Regions from separate parts of the Oryctolagus cuniculus genome. Here all the other regions are linked to region 3. The links are chromatin contacts, called in public Micro-C maps. All regions are on one chromosome and are shown on one strand. Each heading gives the region's core, a stretch centred on a gene start, on an enhancer-like site or on the middle of the called end of the contact. The rest is flanking DNA. Distances are from core to core; before and after follow the strand shown. Region 1 overlaps LOC108177991 (a long non-coding RNA gene). Region 2 holds the start of LPP (LIM domain containing preferred translocation partner in lipoma). Region 3 holds the start of BCL6 (BCL6 transcription repressor). Region 4 overlaps LPP (LIM domain containing preferred translocation partner in lipoma).

Evidence for each region. A called contact is a pair of places that touch in the nucleus more often than the background predicts.
Region 1: a Micro-C map of ear pinna shows a contact between it and region 3, with 5 times the contacts expected there. The contact joins the enhancer-like site here to the promoter of BCL6 in region 3. A contact is called at or near these places in 3 of 6 Hi-C or Micro-C datasets (ear pinna, psoas muscle and skin fibroblasts).
Region 2: a contact with region 3 is called in a Micro-C map of ear pinna, with 6 times the contacts expected there. The contact joins the promoter of LPP here to the promoter of BCL6 in region 3. A contact is called at or near these places in 4 of 6 Hi-C or Micro-C datasets (ear pinna, liver, psoas muscle and 1 more).
Region 4: a contact with region 3 is called in a Micro-C map of ear pinna, with 3 times the contacts expected there. The contact joins the enhancer-like site here to the promoter of BCL6 in region 3. A contact is called at or near these places in 4 of 6 Hi-C or Micro-C datasets (ear pinna, embryonic fibroblasts, psoas muscle and 1 more).

The regions. Positions count from the first base shown.
Region 1 is chr4:91,593,764-91,600,386 of mOryCun1.1, forward strand. All of the region lies in intron 2 of LOC108177991 (a long non-coding RNA gene), which reads left to right. Among named protein-coding and RNA genes, the nearest start is that of LPP, 94 kb to the left of the region's middle. Within about 2 kb of position 2,553, at least 5 of the 8 cell types and tissues checked have an H3K27ac peak or open chromatin away from gene starts, as enhancers often do. A contact at or near this core is called in ear pinna, where this site is marked.
Region 2 is chr4:91,499,727-91,505,466 of mOryCun1.1, forward strand. It overlaps LPP (LIM domain containing preferred translocation partner in lipoma), which reads right to left and starts at 2,988. Exons shown (of 12, transcript XM_070072379.1): 1 at 2,641-2,988. LOC108177991 (a long non-coding RNA gene) reads left to right here and starts at 2,608. Exons shown (of 3, transcript XR_011388007.1): 1 at 2,608-2,761.
Region 3 is chr4:91,879,420-91,885,361 of mOryCun1.1, forward strand. BCL6 (BCL6 transcription repressor) reads left to right here and starts at 2,887. Exons shown (of 10, transcript XM_008266642.4): 1 at 2,887-3,071. It overlaps LOC138849491 (a long non-coding RNA gene), which reads right to left and starts at 1,573. Exons shown (of 4, transcript XR_011388364.1): 1 at 1-1,573.
Region 4 is chr4:91,394,146-91,399,862 of mOryCun1.1, forward strand. The region is part of intron 2 of LPP (LIM domain containing preferred translocation partner in lipoma); the gene reads right to left. Among named protein-coding and RNA genes, the nearest start is that of LPP, 110 kb to the right of the region's middle. Within about 2 kb of position 2,801, at least 4 of the 8 cell types and tissues checked have an H3K27ac peak or open chromatin away from gene starts, as enhancers often do. A contact at or near this core is called in ear pinna, where this site is marked.

The DNA of each region.
Region 1 (6,623 bases), core at 1,303-3,802, 290 kb before region 3:
CTTGTCTACTGTCTGCTTCTCTATCTCTGTCACTCTTGCTTTCAAATAAATACATTTTGAAAAAAAAAAAAAAAAGAAAAGAAAAGTTCAGGGTGGCTGAGCTGACACTGGGAGAACTGCAATCTTCTTTTCTCAAGGTCATCTTTCTTCCGCAGTGCTGGTCCAGGCTGAAACGGGGCTTAGTAAGATGTTCACATGTTCTAGTTTGCCTGGGCCAGTCCCATACCTGCAGTGCTGTAATTATTAGTAATATATATTTCTCCCTTAAAGTTGTCTCTGTATGGACAATGGATGACATTGCTGCCCCTAAACTTGAACATGATTCTGCCAAACTCTTCACTTTTATTTATTGGGAAACAGAAGCTCGCTGATGAGTAACAATCTCACATGTTCAGAGTGTGCCCAGAGCCTGGATTGCAACCCCTCCTCTTTGTACCTGGGAAGGCAGCACACAGGTGAGAGAATGGCTCCCTTTGTCTCTCTCCAGCTCCTTGAAGCAAAGCTTCAACAGGAGCCACCCAGCCCCCTCTGGATTTCCTGGAAAGTGGTCAGCAGTAGCTTGGCAGCCAGTGGCTGTGTGAGGGAGTTGGAGGAACTGGGAAAAGGACGTTGTTTTCCCCTCTCGCACCCAGAAGAATAAGCCCAAGGGGAGGAACACTGCCTGTTAACCAGCCCTTTGTTAGGCACGTATGTTTCGGTGTAGTTTATGAAGTGTCTTCACACCTGCAATCGTGATTGATCTCATGCTTACTGCGTTTGTAGAAGCAACATCATGCCCATTTGGTAGATGAGAAAACTGAGGTCTATAAAGGCAACTGACTTGCTTGAAGTTTCACTGTAAGCATCAGAGTTGAGACGAGAGCTTCACCTCTTGTCTTGCTGCCCAGGATTCCTTAGACCTATTCCTGCTTCCTGCAGGGCCTGCCCTTAGGCACCAGCCATGCAGAAACCTCATTTTTCTGAGGTCTTTTTGGCATTCAAGAACCTTAAATCCTCTTGGATGGAGCCCAAAGCAGTTTTACCTTCTGCATTGAATTTGGCTTTGCGGCAGGAAGTGTTAGAATAGAGTGCATGATCCTGGGGGCTTTGTCCTACAAACATCGTCTCCCAGAAAATGAGAGTGTGCATGGGGAACGAGGAGTTCCACCCCGAGATAAGTCTCCCCCTCGTGACTGCTGCTGGGGTTGTGGGGAGTAGGGGAAGGTTTCACTACTCTCCTTATCTGTGCTGCGCTTGCAAATCACTGACCTGATCATTTGCAGAATCTTATTCCAGAATCTTATTCCAGAAAGCGGTGTTTCAGTACAGAGTGAAATTCTTTACCTGGAGCGCAGGGCTTCCCAGACCCAGAATTCAGCTTGACAAGACATGCGATTTCACTCATCATCACACCGTCTTAAGCAGGGCAACCAGGTGGGGACAAGGACGTTAGTGGGTAAGAGTCATGCACCCCAGGACGACCCAAGTTGTTACTGACTTGGGAGCTACTGGGAAAGCCACCGCTCTTTCAAGGAGCTCAGTTTTTGCAACTGTCAAATGCTGAGACTGGAGTGAGCATGGTGCTCGCAACTCCTTTAGCCTCTGGGTGTTTCCTTCTTTCTGAGGATGCAGTGGGCACCTAGCAGGTGCACATGGTGAAAGAGATGGGGCTGCGGACTCAGGGCCCCTCCATTTATCCGTTGTGCAGTCAGATGGCTTCTACAGACTCTACAATGTGCAGGAAGTTAGATACATTCCTTTTAGCCCCAACACTGGGCTTCTAAGGATGAGGACTGCCAAGGTGAACAGCGTTAACCACTTCAGGTTGCGATGGCGCAACAACGGGTGTGGAGAGCAGCTTGGTACAGTTGTGCCTTTCACAGGTGGACAGCGCCTTTTAGCTTGGGATGTGGTTGCACAAGAGTTGTCTCTGGAGCTTAGTCAGCAGTGCTCACTGAGGCGTTTGCACAGGGTCTTTCGTGGCGCATGGCTTAGACGGTGGCAGAGCAGGGCTGCAAAGAGAACGAGGAGACCACGTGAGCCTTGAAGGGCTCAGCACCTGATGGAGAACAGGGGCAGGGGAACAAGTCAATGCCATTGCCCACGAGAGGAGCCGTGAGAGGGGTGCACATGCATCCTGGCAGGCCTCCAGGAGGAGTTCCCAGGGCAGGTACACAGGAGCCACTGAGGGAAGGAGATCATGAGCAGGGAACAGGTGAGCACCCTGTCACTGGGGATGGGGGGAAGAGCTTGTGGGGACCTGGCTTTGGGGATAGAACGCAGGTTAAGCCGCAAAGTTAGGCTGCCTCTTTGCTGGGAAGGGATCTGAATGCGAGGCAAGGAATTTGGACCCTGTGGCTGTTAGACGTCCATTTTCCAGGTGAGGAAACAGGCTCCGAGCACTGAGGCCCTTTCTGAAGCCTCCTACACCGGCCCGGCCCAGCCGGAACCCTGCGCCCAAGGCTTTCTGCTACCCTGTGCTGCCGCCAGCAGGCCGGAGTGGCAGTAGGCCCAGCGCAGGAGAGGCTTCTGTGCTGTTTACCCTGCTCCCGCGGGGCCGGCTCTGGCAGGGAGCAGCAGTGGGTGGGGTGGGGGCTGAGGAGGAGAGGAGGGGCCTGACAACAAGGGCTGCATTCAAGGCCTGCACTGGAGCGGGCCAGGAGAATGGAAAGCTACAGTCTGTCGGAGCCGTCCAGCCTTGGCAAGGCGGCTGGGGCCTTATAAGGCAATGTTGTTCTCTCCCAGCCAGTGGGGCTGGGACGGAGCTGTGTGCCCACAGGACAGAGCTGCCCTTGTGGCGGGAGGCTGGGGTGCCCCCGCCCCTCCTCTATGAGCCGGAGCTCTCAATGGACCAGTCTGCAGGCTCAGCATTCCCCCTCACCCCCGGCAGCCCCGGGGTGTGTGCAGCCCCTGCCCCTGCCATGCTCGCCCGCTGCCCATGGCCCCGGGGCTGATTGAAGGAAAAGGAAAAAAAGAAAACCAAACAAAGACTTGGCAAGGCCTCATTGCTATTTGACGCTGAATTACCCAGAAAACAGACACAAGGCAAATTCTCTCGCTTTTCCCTGCAGAATGCACAAGGAAGGGGATCCGTCTCCAACCTCCTTCCTTGCTCCACACCCTTGTCTCTCCCCCTTGTGACTTCAGAGCTCTCAGCACCAAGATCCTGTCCAGCGCAGAAAGGCAGGACACAGAGAGTGGGAAGAAGCAGCCTGGTGTGCGTGCCTTCTCCACCTCCCGGGACAGAGCAGGAGCCACTGAGACCCTTACAGGAGAAGGATGAGTCTCTTCTGTCTTCTCACCTGTCCACGCGGGCCAGAGGGCTTGGGAGACTACAAGACAACAGGGGAAAAAGAGCGCCTGCCCGGCAGGCGACACAGAACACTCCCTGGGCAAGGACAGGAGGCACTCATCAGCTTCAGAGAGAGGGCCTTTCCTTAGCCTGTGAGGCGGAGAGCATTCAAGCACAGATCCCTAAGAGATCGCCTTGAACTTGAGATGGGGGGGCAGCAAGCAGCCTTTTACTTTGACCCTTCCTAGACTCGAAGCCCATGAAACCTGGAACCCCAGGGAAACGGGGCAGCCAGTGCAGCCGTCTGCCCACAGCTGAAGCCACCTCTTACAGTGAACTTGGTGGCATTCAGCCAGCCTGGGCCCCTCCAGTGACCAGGACCCTGGTCCCTCAAGGCAGGCTGTCCAGCAGCTGCAGGTCACCCCAATGGGTCAGTCATCACGGCGCTCCCGGGGGGCACCAAGAGGAGTGAGTCGTGGGGAACGGACTCCTACTCTGAGGAGTCAGCCATCCAGAGGTGAGCACGCAATGATCAAAATGCAAGAGGACACAGTCAGAGCTCTAAGAGCAGCAGGAAAAAGGCTCTCAGAGTGGAGAGGAGGGAGAAATTCCACTTAACAGAAATAGACGGGTAAAGGTCATATGGGAGAGATAACACCGGGATGAAGAGCTGGTAAGAGTGACATTTTGAGGAACTGGAAAGTGAGGAAATGGTTTCTAAGAGGAGGGCCCAGCATGAGCAAGGTGTGGTGGTGGGAAGGCCTGGTAACCGCTTGGTATCTGTGGCGAGATCAACAGGGCTAGGTGTGTCAAGTGGGAGAGGAGGGAACAGGGATTGAGAAATGGGTGAACACCATGTTTCGAAGATACTGAGTGTCAGATGGAAGAGGAGAATCAAGTGATAACACAACCATGGAAACACATGACTGTGGAAAGCTTCTGAACCTGGAAGAGATGTGACTGGTTTAGGAGGAGCGATCTGGTTGCAGGTGCAGGAGGAACTGGAAGGAGGGGCGTCCTTGCCCCCATCTCTGTGCAGTCCAAAGGCCCAGCTCTGCAGATGACAACCCCAGTCCCAGGATGCCCAGCTCTGCTGGGTCCTCCAGGTGCTGTCTGGACAAACCTCTGACCCTCCCCCCAGTAGTCTTGGTTCATTTCTCTTCTCACCTGGAGTCTTTCTGTGCACAGTCATTCTGTACAGAGGTGCCCAGGAAAGCTAGTCTCCCATACTTGCCAGTTAGGGGCTATGAAAAAGCACCTAGGGGGGAAACGCAGAGAGGCTTTGATGCCATCTCACCCCAGACAACCTGAGCTGTGTAGGGTGTCCACTGTTCACACGCTGTGATTTTCTCGTGCCCGCTGATAACACAGCAGTGGCCTCCACTTGTGCGCCCCCCCGTGCCGGCTTCCCTCCCTTCCTTTTGCATGCCTGCCCCCTGATGTGGTACCACTGCTGCTCAGGGGCCTGGGGCCTGCGTGGAGGGCCTTTGACACCTGTTGGAAGGAGAGCAGAGATGACTGATTCCCTGGAGGAAGATCTGAGATGCTCTGGTGCACATCAGCGGGGTCCGCTGTCCAGCACGGCCAGCCTGGCAGCAGGATTAGGAAGGACTTGCGCTTGGTCCTCTCCCCCGGCTCCTGCCTCATGCTCTTGGTGGGCTGGAGCTGACAGAATGAAGCTGTAAGTCTTGGTAGCAAATGCAGCTGCCCGCCCATCTTTTCTTCCTGCACGATGCAGTCACTGACTCCTGGAGCCACAGAGCCATAATTCCAGGCGCAGGGGCACTGGCTGCTTCCCTGCCCCTCCAGTAGGTGCTGGTTCACTTGGATCTTGTACTGGAGGACACTGGCAATGTATTTTTTACCCTTTATGAGAATACATAGGACTTCATAGTGAGGTAGCCTGACTCTAACAAGTGAATTTCAAATCACCACCTGCCATGATTCACAGGCTCCTGTTATACGGGAAGCAGAAGTGTCCTGGTACCCTTTGATTTATACCACCACCCAAACTGTCTGCCAGCCAGCCTCAGCCTCCAACACAGGGACATGTCAGTGACAAATACCCACTGCACCTTTTCATTTTATCTATTTTTACCTAATGGCTCCTTCATTATTCACCCGTTTGTTTGATTTGGCAATGAGGAGTTTGAAAAAAATCTAAAGACTGAAAGGGAACAGAGTAAAAAAGTCTTCCTCTCCCCCTTTCTGCCAACTGTCCGATCCCTTCCCCCAAATCTGCCCATGTTACAGTTTTCTTGTGTATCTTCTTAGTGATGCTCTCATGGAGACGGTTATCAAGGTCTTTGCTCATCCAGTAGATACAGAAAGAAGCAAGCCAGCTCAGATGGAATACTCATGGGACAGTTGCTCTCCTGGGCTTGCCCACTTGGGGTGTAGAACCCTGATTCCAGAGGCCAGAGAGATCTCACCTGGGCTAGCTCTACAGCAATTCCTGATGTCTTGTAGCCTGGCCCTTTAAGAAGGGCTGAGGATGCCCGAGCCCACTCCCCACCACACGGCCTAAACACCATCCCCTGCATAATCTTACAGCCAATGAACCAACAGAGGCTGTCCTGTGGGTCCTGTTGCTGATCGTGAAGAGTGTGAGGGGCGGATCTTGCAGCCACGTGGGAAAAAGACAGATCCTGGAGAGGTCGGCACCTTCTTCTCTGGACCACGCGTCTCTGGTTCCTCCTGATTTGATCTGGACTGAAAGGCCCATCAGTCGGTTTAGACTCTGACTTACTGGCGATGGGGAGTTTGGAGGCCGGGTGTACTCACTGTAGGATGGGCGGCTCCAAAAGCACCACCGCTGCGTGCTCGCAGATGGTGCCAGCCGCTTTCTTCTTGGCTGATGGCTGAGCACCATCTTCCTCCTAGATGCCGCCAGAGAACGCTCTTAGGCATCAATCAGGCCGGAGCTCTTCTTTGCGTACCAGTGGTCCTGGAGAGAGCTCGCTTGCTCACGAGGATGCTGGGGCTGCCTTTTTGCAGTGAGGATCATGATCTGTCTGCCTGGGCAGCTCTGGGCTCCACATGCTGCCTGCTGAGAAGAGTTGCAGAGCCTCTCTGGTGGGAAGAGTCTTTCTGATTAGGGTCCAAATGGGGAGCACCACAACATATCCAGCGCATATCACTAAACATCTCTCAAGCAACAGCAGCGTGGGACATGCACGTTTGGCCCCTTCTTGCTCAATATCATGTTGGCTTCACTTGCAGAAAAAAAACACCACATCGTAAGCAAGGTTGAAACAAGTCAGCACAAACAGGACTATAAATATCTGGATACAGTGACAGGTTATGAAATCTGATTGGGAGGGGAAGACAGATGCAGATAAATGGCTGGATA
Region 2 (5,740 bases), core at 1,738-4,237, 380 kb before region 3:
CTCTGTTTCAGTCCCAGCAAATCCCGGGCTTCCCAGCCCTGAGATCTTTGAGATTCCAGTGGAATAGCTGATGGGAAAGTGTTTTATACAGCACAAAACAATGGACGTTCATAAAGAACGTGATTAATACATTTTCATCAGATCTAAACCACTGTGTTAACTTAGGGTGAAAGAGAACTGCTCTACCACCACACATCCATTATGACAAGAAAGTGGATTTCAGTGAAAGGAAAATGTGAAAAAAGAATGCTTTAAAATTGATTTACTGCAATTTATTTGTCTCAATAAAAACAGCAGCGTGCTATAAAATTTTCATATTCGCCAATGGCACATAACAGGCACTCCGTAACATAAGTCATGGAAATGAGCAAACACTCACTGACAATACTCGCAGGGCCAAATCATTGCCTCTCCCGCTGGAACTGGGCAGCAGGAGGCTTCCCAAGGCCAGTGCCTCCCCTCAGGTCCCAGCCTGCTCAGCACGCTCCAATGAGGACTTCAAGTCAGGACCAAACTTTGTCACCTGGGATTTTTAAGGCCCTTTGTAATCAGGTCTCCTCTGCCACCCACCACTGCCTGCGAAGGCCTGCCTTTCCATCAGACTGTGTCACTCTAAGAAAGGCTGGTCCCAGCGGAGCCAGTCAGCTCCTCCGCCCACTGCCTGGCCCCGAAGCCAACTCTAGGCTCCAGCTGTTTACAGGAAACCTGACCCTGGAGGATTGCCTGACGCAAAGGCCACAGGCTTGCCACCCTTCCACTCATACGGCAAATCCCATCTGCAGTCTACACTCAAGACCAGGATGGAGAACCTTTTTTCTGGGTATTTATAACATCATTCTCAGGCCATACAAAATGATCAACCTAAAAATCAGCCTGCTGCAGATTTATTGAACTTCGAGTCCCGCCGGCAGTGGCTTTGGCAGGGCCAGACCAAATGATGTCGTGAGGCTTTTATGTCCTGTGGCCTGGAGGTTCCGCACTCCAGCCCTGTTCTGGCCTGTCAAGGCCTCGGTGTTGGGGTAAAAACCCTGCTGGGTGCTCTGGCCCCTGCCCCACTGTTACGCACTAGTTTCTAGGGCTGCACTGCTCTGGATCTGGAAAACAGAGGGAGTTAAGGATGGGAGGGGCGGAGATCTGCTTTCCAAAGGCACCCCTAGCCACACACTCTCCCTTCAGTTCTTTAAAACTTTCTTAAAAGCACATGGCGGGGAGGGCGGGGTGGGGGGCAGAAAGTCACTAACACCTTAGTGAAAACGAGTTTTATTGAGGAAGCAAGAAACTTAGAAAGAGGAGAAAAGGCTTGAGAGAGAAAGTGAGTTGGAAACTTTCTGTTAACCATGTCTGGTATGAGGAAAGTGGCTCAGTGATGGCCACGAGTTTTGGTAACTGTTCTGTGAGGCAGGAGAAACAGCCGCTGATGCCTTGCAGGGAAGAGAAGCCAGAGAGCCTTTGCAGTGGCCCTAGGACCCCAGGGAGGCAAAGACCCCGCCCTACCCCAGAACTCCTGCACACTTCCAGGGAATAGCCCACTCCCCCTTCCGGCCAGGCCTCAAACTAACATTTCCAGTTCCATCTCCACTGCCCACAGACTGTGGTCCCCTCTGGTCTGCTGTCCCTTATCCCCGAGGGCCTTTCTCGGTGCCACCGGGGGCGTCAGATAACTCCCCATCCTTCAAAAGCCCTGATCCAATACAGCCCCGTCCAAAGGGGCTACCCTGCATCTCTCCCAAGTTTGAGAGAGAAAATCAAATTCCTTCCCCCAGCTCGCCTAAAACCTATCCACGCCTTTCCCCAGGCAGCTGCACCTCCCACCTGCGGTCAGATTGGGCTTCTGGGATAAGCTCAGCAATCCCTGAAGGCCAGGTCTAGGCCCAGCACCCCCAGCACTGCCCTGCCACCGAGGGGCTACTCCAAAAATGCTTGGAGAAGGGACCAGGAGCTGGGGGCCGGCCATAGTCGTTATGGCTCGGCCCGCAGTAAATGACTTCGGGGAAGGCCCTCCTGCCCCCTGGGCCTCAGTCCTCCCGACTGTAAAATGGGGGACTTGGATGTCTGGATCCCTAGGCCCTTTCGACTGTGACAACCGGGATTCCGCGAAAGCTCCGAGCGAGCGGCTGGGCGTGGCCCCGCCCCCTGGGCGCCCAGAAAAGCCCAGGCAGGGGGCGCGCGGGGAAAGACTCCAACCCCGCCCAGCCTAGGGTCGACGCTTTCCCCAAAAACTCTGGACCCCCCTCCCCCCATGGCGCGCACCCCGTGATTGGGCCGCGGCCGGCACTTCCGCACCACGGCCCGGCAGCCCCGGCAGCGCGCGCGCCCCGCGCTCTGCGCCCCGCACTCATGCCGCCCCAGAGGCGCTCGCGCCCGGGGAGGGCTGGGGGTTCCCGAGGCGCCCGCAGGCGGAGGCTAGGGGGAAGGAAGGAGGATTTGCAACAATACCTCGGGGAGGAGGCAGCCCGGGCAGCGGCGGCGGTGGCGGCGGCTGGAGGCGGAGGCAGAGGCGGAGGAGGAGGTGCCCGGGCACTCCCCCTCCCATTGTCCCCGGCCCCGGACAGGCCCGGCCCCGCGCCCCGCACCGGCCCCAGCGAGCGCGCCGCCCGCGCTCCGCGTCCCGCACCCCCGGGCGGTGCAGCCAGCCCTTACCTTGCGGCGCCCGGCTCTGTGCCGCTCGCTAAAGCTACTTATCCCGGGAAAGCTCGCGCGGGGCCCGGGAGCGAACCCACAGACAAAAAGTGAAACTTCGACAGGGCTGGAGCGGCTGCTGGTTGGTGCCTTTCCCCCTCCTTCCTCCCCACCGTCCCCACCCCCTCCCCTCGGTCTCCCGTGCGGTGCCCTGAGCGCTGGAGGCTGACGTCAGGGGCCTGAATTCCTGACTTTGCCTGCACGCATTTGTCCATGTAAGGTATGGGAAGGCGGGTGCCCGCGGGGCCGCCGCGCAGCGTCCGCCCGGCGGGGGAGGGGGCGCCGCAGCGGGCAGTGCCTTTGCCAAAAGGTGGGCGCACCGAGGGCAGTGCATTTCCTGGGAGGAAGAGGAGGAGACGCGGGAATGCAGGGAGCTTGCAAAGGAGGAAGGGAAAGAGGGAGGTGTGGAGGCTCGGAGGAAGAGGAAGGAGACGTAGGAGGAAGCGGCCCAGTCAAGGGGCTGCTGGAGAAACGGGGGAGCCAGGGGCTGCTGTTCGGGCGCCAGAGGAGAGCGCTGAGCCCGAGCGGAAAAGATCCGGCCGTGGAATCGCCTTCCAGTTTCCTGCTCCCCCCGCCCCTCCCTGGCTTCCCAGCTCGGCTCCAAACTTACAGGCTGTCAGAGCTGCCAAAGACCAAGTTGCAACCCATGCAAGTCGCAACTGACGCTCTCAGAAAAGAGACGACTTGTTCAGGGTCGTTCACGCCTGGAATGCGGGAGCAGACCCGCTGCTCTGTCCCGCAGCTGGTTCCTGCCTCCAGACCGGCAGGGCCGACTCTAGAGGGATCTGGCTTGGGTGTCACCAGGCAGTGTAGACCACCCAGAGAAGTGATTTCAGACTGCCCTTGGCCCAGCAGCCAGTTCCTGGAAGGTCCTGGTTGCCAGCGAGCCCTGAGTACCATTGACAGTCAGTACTGCAGAGCACGTAAGTAAAGGAGCCCCTGGAGTTGAATGTTTAAAGCCCCTCCAGGAAGCCCAGAAAACCTGCTCTGTGCTTATGGCTTCAGAAACAGCCCAAGAACTGGGGGAACTGGTTTGAATAAAGACAAGCCTGTTCTTGGAAGGCTGGCGTCGGGTTTTTTTCGTCTGACATTTGTGAATGTGAGCCACGATGAGAACCTCCATTAACTATGTCAAGCGGTTATAATGTGTGGCAGCCATTTCCTGGAAGGTGCTCCGAGACCCGAGACTTCCTTCCCTTCTCGTTCTCTCCTGACAATACCTAAAATAAGAATTCCTCACCTCAGCACATCTTAATGTACCCATTCTCACCCACACAACAACCGCATCTTCAGGTGAGTGAGATCAAGGTGTGATTCCCTCTGCATTTGGGGCAAACACTAAAGTCAGTGACTCGCCCAACACAAACCTTGGTCCCTTGGCCAATCCTACACTCTCTCCACCATGCACCTGGCCCTGACCCCCAGCACTGCCTGCTTCCAGGCAGGAATAGAGAGAATACAGCATAGGTTACCTAGTCATGGAGATTCCAAGCGTGATTCTTCCTAGGTTAGATTTTGGTGGAATTCTTTTGACAGAATTAAGGCAATGAATGTAAACACACGTGTTCTCAGCCTTAGGGAGCCCGCTTTGTGCAGTCTTTGAGTTCAGGCGCTTCTGGGCTCTAATTAATCTCCTTGTCCCTGTCAATTTGCTCATCTACACATAAAACATATGAATGTAGTGTAAGGGCAAGGGTGAGGATGCACCCATTCCACAGCGTAATGAAATACTGTTGCTTTCTTTGCAGCAAACATGATTTGAAATGGCAAACACTTCTATGAGTTCTTCAAGAGATTCTGTTCCAGGGCAGTAGGATCAGATCCTGTTACAACCCAATCCATTCACTGTAGCAGATGTTTCGGCAAACCTGTGTCCTCAGTGCTATGGTTTAGTATGAAAAGATCCCAGTTATCTCATGAAATAAGAGCGGACTCACCCAATCCTTGTTAGATATAACGGATTTGACCAGCATTTCTTCCTCTCCTCTCCCCAGCAACACACTTATAAAGAATAATAGGGTTCTAATGAGGATTAATAAAATTTAATAAGGTATAATTAGAGTCATTCATTTCCTCCATCATACACATTATAAGAGTGCTGTGTCGGATCCAAAGATTCTACTAATTATGTTGAAACTGTTGTATGAGTGTGCTGGGGAAGATCACTGAAATATTTCAACTCCTGAAATCTGTATGACTGGCTCATGTAGGCATGGTGTTAGTGTGAGCATTACATAAAGGGAATCACAAAAGATAATTTTGACTTGTGAGGCACTCACCAGGAGTACAAGCTACGCAGTCATAAATTGGATGCTTGATGAACTACATACAGTGTTGCACCAGTGCCAGCCCCAAACCCAAAGCCACATTCTCATTTGCTGTTCTGGTCTCTTTTGCCCTCTCTTTCTCAACATCCTATTAACACTTGCTCTGGTGGGCTTGAACTTGAAAGGCAGCGTGTGTCATTTTTGCGGACTTGATGATAGAGAAAAAGTTTACCAGTTCAGAGACTAAATGAAGCGCAGAATTTCAAGGAGGGTGGGTGGCATGTAGTCTGTGGATGGCACACTGGTGGGCCAAGGGCCAAGGGCTGCGTTCTCATTGGTCCAGTGATGGCACAAAAGACTTTCAGGCCAACTTGGCTGTGGTCTCACCATTCCTGAATCCATTCCAGTCCCCAAAGGCTTTTGCATCGCTCATGCCTGTCCTTGTTTTGGAGTGCTTATAATATACCAGGCAATAATCTTCGAATTGTTCATATGCAATTCACTTAACCCTCACAAAACCCTTCTAAAGTCGGCATTCCTGTGTCCCTGTTTTGTCCATAAGGAAGCAAGCCTTGGAAAGGTTAAGCAGCTTGCTCTTAACACAGGGTTAGTACTTTGGTAAGCTGAGATTCCATCCTGAGCCCTGGCATCCTGGCAGCTCGCCTGCCTACTGCTGAGTGACCATCTGGTCTCAGTTTGAACACTCCAGTGTGAGGAGCTCATGATCTCCTTCAGCTGACCAAGAGGAAAAGCTATGGACCAAGAGAAAAAGCTGTGAAGAGACTACTAGAGGA
Region 3 (5,942 bases), core at 1,637-4,136:
AGACTCACCTAAAAGTAAGTGTCTATCTTTAGAATATTTTCAACAATCTCTTCTCTCTCTCCTCTCTCTGTCTCTCTGCCTCCTGTTCTGGTCAGTTTCTTTCAATGAAAACACATTGATTTGGCAAGAAAAGAAAAAAAAGACAGTCGTAGAAATGTGGGACTCTGGCACTTGGTCTCAGGACCAAGCCTGGTGATGAGGTTAATCATCTACAAACCATCCTGGTGGGTTCTCTGTCCAGAAGCTCCTGCAGAGCTTTGAAAGAAGGCTGAGACAGGGAAAGGGTGAAGTCCTTCCCAGCCCCCACTCTAGCTGGTTCTATGCCTCAGGGAGCAGATTTCCCTTTGCTCTGCAGCGCCCCCATGGGGCTAACCGTGGAGCGGCACAGAGAACAGGAGCCACAAGCTGTATGGACCTAAGGTTGGGGATGGGGGGGTCAGGGGATGAGGCAGATGGCAGCTTTGACAAGAAAGGGACCAAAAATCATGAAAGTAATTCTATTATAGGATCAATAATAGGGCAGAGTCATACAATTCACACTCTGAACCATATAAATACATCTGCGAAATCCTAAAATACTTAACTGCTCATAAAAGATAGGGGGGAAAGTCACATGGATAAATACACAAAGAAAACCATTCCTGCAAAATCGAGGTGTTTATTCTGAATCCAGTGGGATTCATTTAAAGTTCTTGAAAATGAGGGGGAAGGAGACCCAAACCAAAATGCAGAATTCTGGCAGAATGAACCTGCACTTGACCATATCGTGTCTCTGGGGATAAAATGTTCATTTCAACAATAGTGCTAGGATTAGGCCTCAATATCTTCGTCAAAAATCCTTTGTCCAAGAAGCTTTGGCTGCAAGGGCTGCAGAACTCCGGCTGTCAATAAAGTAAAATATCCCGATTTTACAGGCATATTGCCTGAGTACCAGCCCTTGTGCAAGCTAATCAACCCCCTTGGACCTCTGGGGTTCTGAAACTTGCCACCCAGTCTGAGATGGGCTGGGTGTGAGGACAAGGGCACTGTCTGCGACAGCCGAAACTTCTCATGGGACCGCCAGTGCAGAGCTCCAGGACAATCCCAGCAGCTTTTCACAGAGCGCTGCTCATCTTCCCATCAGAAACCCCAGTTTGGGGTGGGGAGAAGCAGATTATCTGGGGAGATATCTTTATTAGGAACTCACATGTGGAGAAATGTGGTGGTACCTTTAAGAACTCGTCTGTAATTTAATGAGTGGCTGGAAGCGCTGGTGGGGCCAAGGCTCAGAATGGCTTGACCTTTGGAAGCGGCTTCTGGTCCAAACATTTTGGGTTAATTCTTGAGGAATCTGAAATATTATTTTCCCCTCACACCCTTCTTTTAAGCGAGAGACATAAAAGCAACAAGAGTCTCCCTCATTCAGGGATGAGTAGGAGGGGAAAAAACCCCAACCAACATTTAAATAGGGAAACTGGCAGCTCTGAACAAACAAACCGAGGCCCACAGTGAAGTGATTCCGCATACTGCATTTGCCTTTAAAAAGAAAGGGAGAGAAAAGAGAAAGAACGGTCCCCCCCCCCTCCCCTGCGCTGGAGAGCCTAGGACCTGCCTGCGCGCGGTGCCCTGGAGTTGCGGCACAGGCTGTTCTAAACGCACGCAGGCTCGCTGACACGGGCCCGGCCGGCCTTTGCAATTCCCTCCGGCTGAGCTCTGAGACACAGACTCCAGAGATCCTTTTTTTTTTTTTTTTTTTTTTTTTTCCACCGCGACCTTGAAACAAGCCCGGAAAAGGAAAATCAAAACTTTGAGAAGCAGCAAAACACCAACATGTATTCGGCTCACAGCATTCCTGTAGAACACACGCGCACACATACCCATAGACACACGTTTCTTGCCACAAGACATTTCCTAAGAGTCGACAATAACAGAAAGAGCAAACCCACCACTTGCAGTCCTGGAAAGAAACGAACCAAAACAAATGCTTTCAACATCTCAAGTGCAAAGGAGCCTTCCCCTTCAGAAAAAGTCCAAGGGGAAAAGAAAATTGCACCAAAGGGGAGGAAAAAAGTGGGGGTTGGGATTGTCACAGATGAGCAAAAATGTAAGCTTCTTTCAACAGTCTGAGTACTGAAATAATGCATCTTCTCTAAACCGCTTCAGCGATCAGACAGGGAAAGAAAAAACATACGAGACAAAATCCAACCGATGACGGATCCTAGGATTTACGTAACAGCACAAACTTGCAAAAGGCAAAAATCAGAAGCAACATTCGAAAAGCATTAAAATACAACAACCAAAAATCCCAAGCCACCACACCAAAGAAGAAGGAGGAGGAGGAGGAGGGGGAAAAAAAAAAAACACAAGCAAACAAAACCAAAAAGACCCTGTCCCAAATAAAAACAAAGCAAAGGAACCCACCGAAAATCGCTTGGCAAATATTTTTTCTCGTGGTGCCTAATATTCTAGCTGGAAAGAGCTGTGTTTATTGTTTGCTTTTTTTTCCCCCTCTTACTCGCTCCTCTAAACCTACTATCTCTCTATTTTCCAGTGGTTCAAATCTCTCGCTCCCTTTTGGGTATTTAGCTCGAGGAGCTGAGTTTATGGGTGAGAGAGGAGGAAACAGCCCTAGACCCCGGGAAAGCAAAGCGCACTCCCCCTCTTATGTCACCGAATAGCAAATTAGTTCTCAGAATTCCAGAGGCCGAGCTTTGCTACAGCGAAGACGCCGACGTCACAGAGGAGGCGCCCACGTGATGGTGGCGGAGCAGGCCGTACCATCGTCCGCGGGCCGGGGAGGGAGGGCCGCCTTCTGGCCCCTCGGACCCCGAGCTGGAACCCCCAAATCCGAGTCGTCTGTCTTGCGAGGACTTTGAAATACGCCAGCTCGTGGAAAGAAAGTGCGGCTTTGGGGGTATTTCATGGGGCGGAGGAGGCAAAACTCCCGGAGAGCTGACACCGAGTCCTCCCCTGCCACGCGGCAGTGGTAAAGTCCGCAGCTCAAATTCCGAGAATTGAGCTCTGTTGATTCTTAGAACTGGGGTTCTTAGAAGTGGTGATGCAAGAAGTTTCTAGGAAAGGCCGGACACCAGGTGATTATTGCTGTTGCTGCCGCCGCTGCTGCTGCTGCCGCCGCCGCCGCTGGTGCCGCTGGTGCCGCTGCCGCCGCCGCTGCTCATAATCATTATTTTACCTTTTAATTCTTTTTTTTCCGCTCTTGCCAAATGCTTTGGCTCCAAGTTTCCTATGTGTATCTATTGATATGAATGTATATATTTATTTATTCTAGCTGTCAGGTGTTAAAATAAATGCCGAAGATTAGTCCCACGTCTCTCCCACTCGAGGATCTAGATTTTTATGTATTTATTATTGTTGTTGTTGTTGTCTTTGAGGGAACCGGCCGGTTTCGGGAGGCTTTGGCCACCCTCCCTTGTGTTGTTTTGGTTTTTTGAAGAGGAGGTGGAGGAGAGGAAGGAGGGGAGCTAGGGGGCGGCCGGAGCGGAGAGGAGCAGACCGTGTTCGGGGGGTGGCTCGGGCCAGTCTGGGGCTGTGTGGCCGCAGACGGCGCAGAGGACGCGCGCTCGCGCCCTCGGCTTCTGCTGCTGCTGCTGCTGCTACTTGCGTACGGCTTGTGATCGTGCTGGATTCGTGCGGCTGTGTCTGTCCGCGCCCTCTCGCTTGCAAACCGCCTGCCTCGCTGCTCGCTGCTCGCTCCTCGCTCCGGCCTCGCCTTCCCTCCCTCCCTCCGCCTCTCCCTCGCCTCCCCTGCCTTCCCCTCGGCCCGTGCTCCCGGGGAACTCCGGGAGGCGAGGAGGGAGGCTGCCCGCTCGCTCGCTCGCTCGCTCGCCCCGCTGGCTCCCTTCCACCGGCCTCGGTCCCTCAGATTCCCCGCCTCCGAGCCGAGCCGAGATTTGGGAGGAAAAAACGCGAGCGAACTCCTCGGGTGTTTGGTGTTGGCTGCTGCTGCCGCTGCCGCTGCTTTTTTTTTTTTTTCTTTTGGTCATAAACCCAGATGAAGTATCGTGCCTGCGATTTCCTTTCAGAGCCGTGGTCTTCCTAGCGAGGGACGAGTGCTTTGGTGGTCCCCGTCCTCTGGTGTTTTGGGGAGGTTTAGCTTGCAAGGGGGCGGGGGTGTTGAATACTTTTGGAAATTATTCTTTCTTGGTTGTAGTCGAGGGAGTCGGGCAGCCCCGCGCGCTCCCTTTGCTCATCCCGAGGAGATGGGCTGATGGTGGGACAGGGATTTGGGGGAGCCGGGGATGGGAAAGGGGTGTGCGTTTGCACCTGCGGTGCCTCTCCGCGTGCGGGGACTCGGGGCACCTTGACAGGACAGCCCAGGCGAGCGAGGAGGAGGTGGCGGGATTTCTGGTGGCCACGGTGTTTGTATTTTGGGCGCTGCGTGACTCTGTGTTGGCTCCCGATGGCTGTTCCCTCCTTTTCCTAAATTCTATTTTACTTTATTTTTTTTTTCCCGTGGTGCAAGCTCTGTATTAAAAAAAAAAAAAAATAGGCAACGGCTGGCCTGAGCGTGGCGGACGCCAGCAGGCTTCGGAGTGCCGAGGTCCTCACTCCGGGCGAGTGGAAGGACCGAGCCCGAGCCCGCCCGCGTTCCTGACCGGCAGGAGCCCGGAGGGGGAGAAGGGCACTCTGTGGCTCTGCCTGGGGCACCGAGTGCGGGTGGAGCGGGCGCGAAAGGGAGAGCTTTGTGAGTGATTTTGGGGGAAAAAAAAAATAAGACTGCGAGGTTGGTTGGATTTGCAACCTGTGGCTCTCCTCGAGGGAGCAGGAGTAGGGGATGGCGGCGGCGGCGGCGGCCCGGGGCGGGAGAGGGTAGGGAGCTGGAGCCTTGGAGATGGGCTGCGCTCGGGGGGAGACAGCAGCGAGGGGCCACCCCACTGCCGGAGGTAGTGACCGTGGTAACTGTCTGAGAACTGCGGGTTGCGTTGCCTTTCTTATGCGGCGTTATTGAAACCCTGGCGAAAATTGGAATTAATGTGGCAATGAGTTTTAAACCTCCCCCTTAGGAAACGACACAAGCCACCGGATTTCTTTTCTTCTTTTTTTGTAAGGATAAAATGACCCCCCCGCACCCCCCCCCCCGTTGTATTCCTTCCCTCGCTATGGTTCAGACTTGGCGGAGTGGCTGGCGAAAGTCCTGACAGCTGAGTAGGGACCATGACCCCAGACGGGCGTAGAAGCTGTTACAGGGTCCCTGGCTGCCTCCGAAGGCCAGTCATCGCCCCCAGAAAAGTAATGCCTTCTTTTGTGGGTCCCCCCACCCCAATCAGTTTGTAATTTCTGGGAGGAACATCTTGTGATGCTTAAAAAAAAAAAAAAGAAAAAGTAAAGTGAGGGTCAGTAGATGCATTTTTTTTCTGTCCAGAAAAAAAAAAAAAAAAAGTGGGGCAGGAGAGAGGGAACCAGGGAGAGAGCTGTTTAGAAATACAGTTTGTGGCTCTGAGCGATGCCACCGGCTTCCTCTACAGAGACTGACAGTTTCCCTTTTTCTTTGCAAGGTGTGTGTGGTTTTGATAAATAAATTGAGAGAGAAGAGAGAGAGAGAGAGAGACCGGCAATATCCATCAGGAGACAGGTATCTATTTTGCTCACTATTTACTACCAAGAGCCCTTGGCACTGGAACAGAACCTCGTAAATCTGCAGCCCAAGTTGAAGTTCATCTGGCCCTAGTCCACACACTATTCCTGGAGGTAACAAACATAAGCTCAAAGGAGTGAGGTGAAATCACATTCTCCCTTTAAAATATGTATTTTTGTTAAAAATTGATACTTGTCTCTGAGGGAGGAAACAAGTGGGGAAAAATCCAGGAGCTGGGCATTCCCTTTTTAAAACATTGTAGTTGAGTCTCCAAGCCAAAATAGAAACCTGGAGATGGGAAATATTCCCTCTCCCTCGTTTATAAATAGAAGTTTCCAGTCTACTATTTGGAAGACTCTCCAATACT
Region 4 (5,717 bases), core at 1,551-4,050, 490 kb before region 3:
TAAAATGCAAAAGGCAGGGAGAACTGATTCACACCCTGAACTTGGAAAGGAAAGAAAGTTTTTCTTTCGCTCACCCAAAGGTATGTGTGTATGTGAACCAGATTCAGAGGGAAATGTGGCAAGTTGACAAATGTGGGAAGCTTGCTTTCTCAAGAATTTGTGTGTGTGTGTGTGTGTGGTGTGCACTCACGCCTGTGTGTCTTGGGGTGAGGGTTGCTCTAACGTGTTAGGAAGAAAAGAACTATCACCAAAAGGCCAGGCACAGCTGGTGAGCCAATCAGAATGTGTATGACATATCCATCATTCCTGAAGACTTAGTTCTTGTTCATGTGGTGTCTGATTTTCAAACTTCTGGAAATTGGATTTCAGAAGCAGAAAATCTCTTGGAAAGCGAGGATAACCTGCAATCGTCATTTCAAGGTCAAAAAGGAATTTGCTAAATATTTAGAATTCCAAACAATATTTTTTTAAGATTTTTATTTATTTATTTGAAAGTCAGAGTTACACAGAGAGAGAAGGAGAGGCAGAGAAGAGGGGTCTTCCATCCGCTGATTCACGCCCTCATTGGCTGCAATGGCCAGAGCGGCACCTATCTGAAGCCAGGAGCATCTTCTGGGTCTCCCACATGGGTGCAGGGGCCCAAGGACCTGCGCCATCTTCTACTGCTTTCCCAGGCCATAGCAGAGAGCTGGATGGGAAGTGAAGCAGCCAGGACTCAAAGTAGCGCCCATGTGGGATGCAGGCAATGCAGGCGACGGCTTAACCTGCTATGCCACAGAGCTGGCCCCCCAGACAATATTTTTAAGAGGAATTAAACGAGTGTATTCCAGTACCCACATTTCGCAGACACGTAAAACTTATTTGAGGAGCGAGCGGGAGATGTTTTGATAGAGCAGGAATCCAAGGTCCCGGGTAGGAAGGCCTTATGCAGTACAAGGGAGGCCTCACAATTTCAACGTGGAGCACTTACAATCTAAAATGGAAGTGGAAGCGATTGTATGAAGACATTTTGGCCCACATGAGCCAAAAAGAAATAAGCACCTGCTCACACTTACCAGTATGTAGGACTCAGGGCAGCATGTGGTCACCCACAAATTGGCTCTGTTTTATTTAAAAATGCACAGTCCTTCAAAAGGACTGAGGATCACATCCTATGCGTGCAAGCTCCTTGGGGACAGGAAGGCCTAACTGCAATCCAAGATCCATCAGTTCTGGGTAGTAGCATCCCCTCCATGTCTCTAACCACACATCTGCAAACCAGGCATAAGCACCACTGCCTTATATGGTGGTGGAAAAGATTAAGTGGGCTTTTTACAAAGGACCTACCAGCAGCCTTTGACATGCAAGCCAACACTTAGCAAGCGGTGCCCACCAACAGCATATCCATTCACAACTCCTGGTGCAAGGAAAATGAATAGTTTGGGGCAATGGCGTGAGGCAGAGAGCCTAGGTTCAAATCCTCACAATTCTCAACCGCACTATGAACTTCGCCGTTCACATACAATCTTGCTGAGTTTCCCTGGCCTCAGAATTATTTCGAGGCTCAAATGAGATCTTAGCTGGTAAAAGTTCTTTAGGAACGGACTGGCCATGTGAAATGTAAATAAGGGATGCTCTTAAAGGTCAGAACCTTCTTTGGGGAGCAGCAGAGTGTCCCAAGAAGGCTGGTGCAGAATAAATATCACAGGAGGAATGAGAAATGGCCCTCCCCTTATAAAGCAAACTCACTCCGCACTTTACAGAAAACTGCCTTAGAAATAGCACAAGGCCATGAGATTCTCCTCATAAATGTTCCTGGAGAATAGGCTGTGGTTCCAGGGCCAGTGATGGTGGTGAGATGTGCCTAACAATGCTGTCAGCACAGAGTGCTGAATAATGACGCTGGCTGCCGGGCACCCAGACACAGGTGTAAGGGCCCGGCGAGAGCCCTGAGAAGAGCTGCACCTGCTGACGGAGCTAGCAGGCCTTCTGCCAAGGCCGACTTTAGTAACCAGCAAAGGTCTGGTACCCAGGGGGCCCATCTTCCTGACCTGTAAGACCGCCACTGTCTCCACTTTAAGGATGTACAGAGAGGCAAAATGTGGACAGGAGGCCAAGCTCAGGTCATCAGGGCCCCTGCAGTGGGTCTCTAAGTGGGTTCCACAGAGGCATAGAATTAGAGCTTCTGGGGAGAGAGCTCAGCACTATGTGGATGCCTGCTGGGTCTTCCTGCGACATTTTTAAAGAGCAACGGTCAGCACTCTTGGTGCAGTGGGTTAAACCACCACCTGTGCCGGCGGCATCCCATATGGGCACAGGTTCCAGTCCTGGCTGCTCCTCTTCTGATCCAGCTCCCTGCTAATTAGCCTGGGGAAGCAGCAGCAGATGGCCCAAGTGGGCCTCTGTCACCTACATCAGAGACCCAGATGGTGTTCTAAGCTCTTTGCTCCTGGCTTTGGCCTGGCCTAGCCCCAGCCAGTGTGTTAATTATGGGAATGAAACAAAGATAAAAGATCTCTCCCTCTCTCTCCCCCCTTCCTCCCTCCCTCTCTCTCTGCCTTCCTAATAAATAAATAAATCTTTTAAAAAAGTACTCCCACAAAAGAAAAACATCTGAAAACACTGAGCCGAATGAAGTCACGGCCAAGGTCACGCAGCCAGCCAATGCCTGCACTAACAGAGGTTGCTGTCAGAGCTACCCAGAAACCATCAGAGTTGTCTAAGACAGCTCCAAAGGGCATTCACTTCAATCAGGCAGGGCAGCCCAGCCCCAGACAAGGCTGGCGATCCTCAGCAGGGCACATATCCCAGGAATGGATATGGCCTCCATCAGGCTGGCCTCCAGGTCTGCACTCCCAGGTAAACTGTCGCTCAAAAACAGTCTTTTTGCTTAGCAGTAAGGGACCCTGAAGAAGTTAGGTGGTGTGGGGGATGGAGGAACACACATTTATTTTGACCCTGCAGGTGCTTTGTGGCACCCCAGGTTAAAAAAAGAAAGAAAGAAAATCTCTCCACTGTTCTACCTTTCTTTACCTGTGAAATGGGGATATAAGCCAATCCACAACAGCTCCGTGGGCCTGGCCAAAGGGCAGGGAAAATTCTTTAATCTGCTCAGTAACAACAAAAGAAAGTGCTAAATAAGTGAGTCAAGAAATATTTCTGGAAGAGCTATTCAACTGGAATGCTTGGAGAGCCACCCGCACTGCAATAACTCGCTCTGTGCTCATCGTCAGAGCATGCATAAGCCCGGTTTTAAAAGGGGACTTTATGGCTCCAGAGGCAGCCAAATAAATAAATAAACACGTAGAAATCTCTGTGTGACTTATGAAAGTTGTTAGTGAGAACATTATGCTCGAAATGAGAACGTGATCTCTCTCCTCCTCCCCCCCCCATTTCATATCTTCTCCCCAGCCACTTTTGGTAGTGAGCAGTTTGTTATGTATCCAAGGGCAGTGACACAGACTCCTGCACTGCACAGCCGATCCATCTAAAAACATATCATCTGTCTGTGCGGCAGAAAGCCCAGTTGGAATAAGCAAGTTCTGTGCGTTCAACTAGAAAACACTTCTTGTTCTCACTGTCAAAATAATTCTGTATTAAACTTCTGGGATATGTGACTAATGTGCTTGGAACCTTTTGCTGCGGCGGGTTTATTTATTTTAGGGAGGGGAGTGCTGCTGCTGGGGGTGGTGAGAGAGACAGAGGAGGAGAGAAAGGGAAGGGCGAGCCAGGAGGAACAGGCCCACGGGCCCGCGCTCCCGCTCGAGGAGCTCGCTCTGCCACTGCTCATCATCAGAAGCGCCAGAAAGAGCCAAGCCCGGCTAGAAAGGAGAGGAAAAGGCAGGCAGTGCACACTCCCAGAGGTAAGGCTGCCTCACAGTTCCTGAAAAGACTCTGAAATTTAGAAAGGAAAAGCAAAACACACACCCCAGAGTAATCCTATCACAGCCCTTCTCCAAACCCCCACGGTAATCGTTCCCTTCTGCTTGGAGAAAAGTCCCAAACGGTATAGGGGCGCCCGGGACGCCTCGCTGATTCCATACAGATGTCTCACCTCCATGCCCCTCCCGACTCAGCCGGCCACTCCCAAACTCTCCACATATGTTTATGCCCATGCGGTTCCCTTTGTCTCGGGTCTCTCTCCTTTTGTTTATTGAAGTCTGAAAGGCCTCGCAAGGCCTAGGACACCACCTTCCCCAGGAAGCCCACTCCAGTGCACAAACAGCACACCTGGCCTCCCAGGGCACTCATAACTCTAGCACTGATCACTTGACAGACAGCCTCCAGGTACCTGCAGGTACTGGCACACCTGTTCACTTCCTCCAAGCCGCCCACAGCCCCCTTCCCCAGGCACCCACAGCACGAGCACACAAACAGCTCTTCGCAGACGAAAGTCCTCCTTGACCATCTCAGCATCCCCCACAGCTACTCCCAGGCTTGCACACGCAGTTGCATGCCCAGAGCTGAACTTCTGTGCCTTCCGCAGCAAAGCATCTTCAGCTGTAAACTCAAGAAACATAAAAAAAAAAAAAAAAAAAAAAAAAACACACAGCTGAAAAATCTGCAGAAGGGAAAGGCCAGGAATTCAATTCCTGTAAAACCTCCAGAGTCAGCTCTTGAAAGCTGCCTTTCTCTCGTCTCCAAGTCCGGCTGCATTGTTCATGCATGGCTCCTCTCCTGCTCTGAGTCACAAGGCGGGAGGAAGGCTGGGGACGAAGTGAGGAGAGGGAGCCGGCAGGAGCAGGAGGCTGCCAATGGAAAACACGTGTGGCCATCAGGTAACTAAACCCTAAACCTGTCAGTTCCATAGCCTGGAAAACCAGCGCAGGCTGAATTCATCTGCTTTCATTAGGGCTTTTTTTTTTTTTTACTTTTCTATTTTTTTCCAACTACTTGTAATAATGCAAAGGAAGGAGGGAAGGAGGGAGGAAGAAGAGGAAGGAAGGATGGAAGGACAGAGGGACAGATGGGGAAGGGAGGGAGGGGAAAGGAGGGAGAAAAGAAGGGCAGGAGGTGAACCTTCTCTCCAGAGTTCCTTGGCAGAGACTTTCAGAAAACAATTTGCACTCTCGCTCTCCACACCTCATGTCCCTCCCCCACCTTCTAAAGAGGAAAAGGAAAACTGAGACCTGATTCCTGTCACCTTTCATGCCACTCAAGGAAAAATATTTCCTGGAGCGAGTGCGTCACCTCCTCTCAGGCTGTGTCCCCAGAGTCTGCAGGTCTCCTCAGCTCTGCCTTCTCTGGGTCTGTCTTGAACTTGGAAGTCGTGCTTTGCCCAGAGACCCAGCCCCCTCCTTCTTCCCATTCAACAGCACACCCCCACCGCCACACACACACATGTACTGCTTCTTCAGGGGGTGCCTAAGTACCTATGAGGGGTAAGCCCACCGACTCCTTCTGAATAAGCACTCCATTGTGCATGAGCTTATATTCCAGGAGGAGAGATCAAACAAACTCATCACACCCCAACCATCCCGCAAGGTCCACATGACCGTGATGTACACACAGCAGGACAACCTGGCTCGGGGCATCCTGGGAGGCTTCCTAGACACCCTCCATAGGAGTGGTAAAGGAATGAATGAACACATCCATGATGAAGAACAAAGGAATGGAGATGCATCTGAGCACAGCTAAAGCATCAGTCAGATTTGGGCAGGCAGGGAGCAGGTGTTGAATGCAGCAGTATAGATGCCTCTCGGGACAGCCACATCCCTTTTCCACAGTGCCCGGATTCA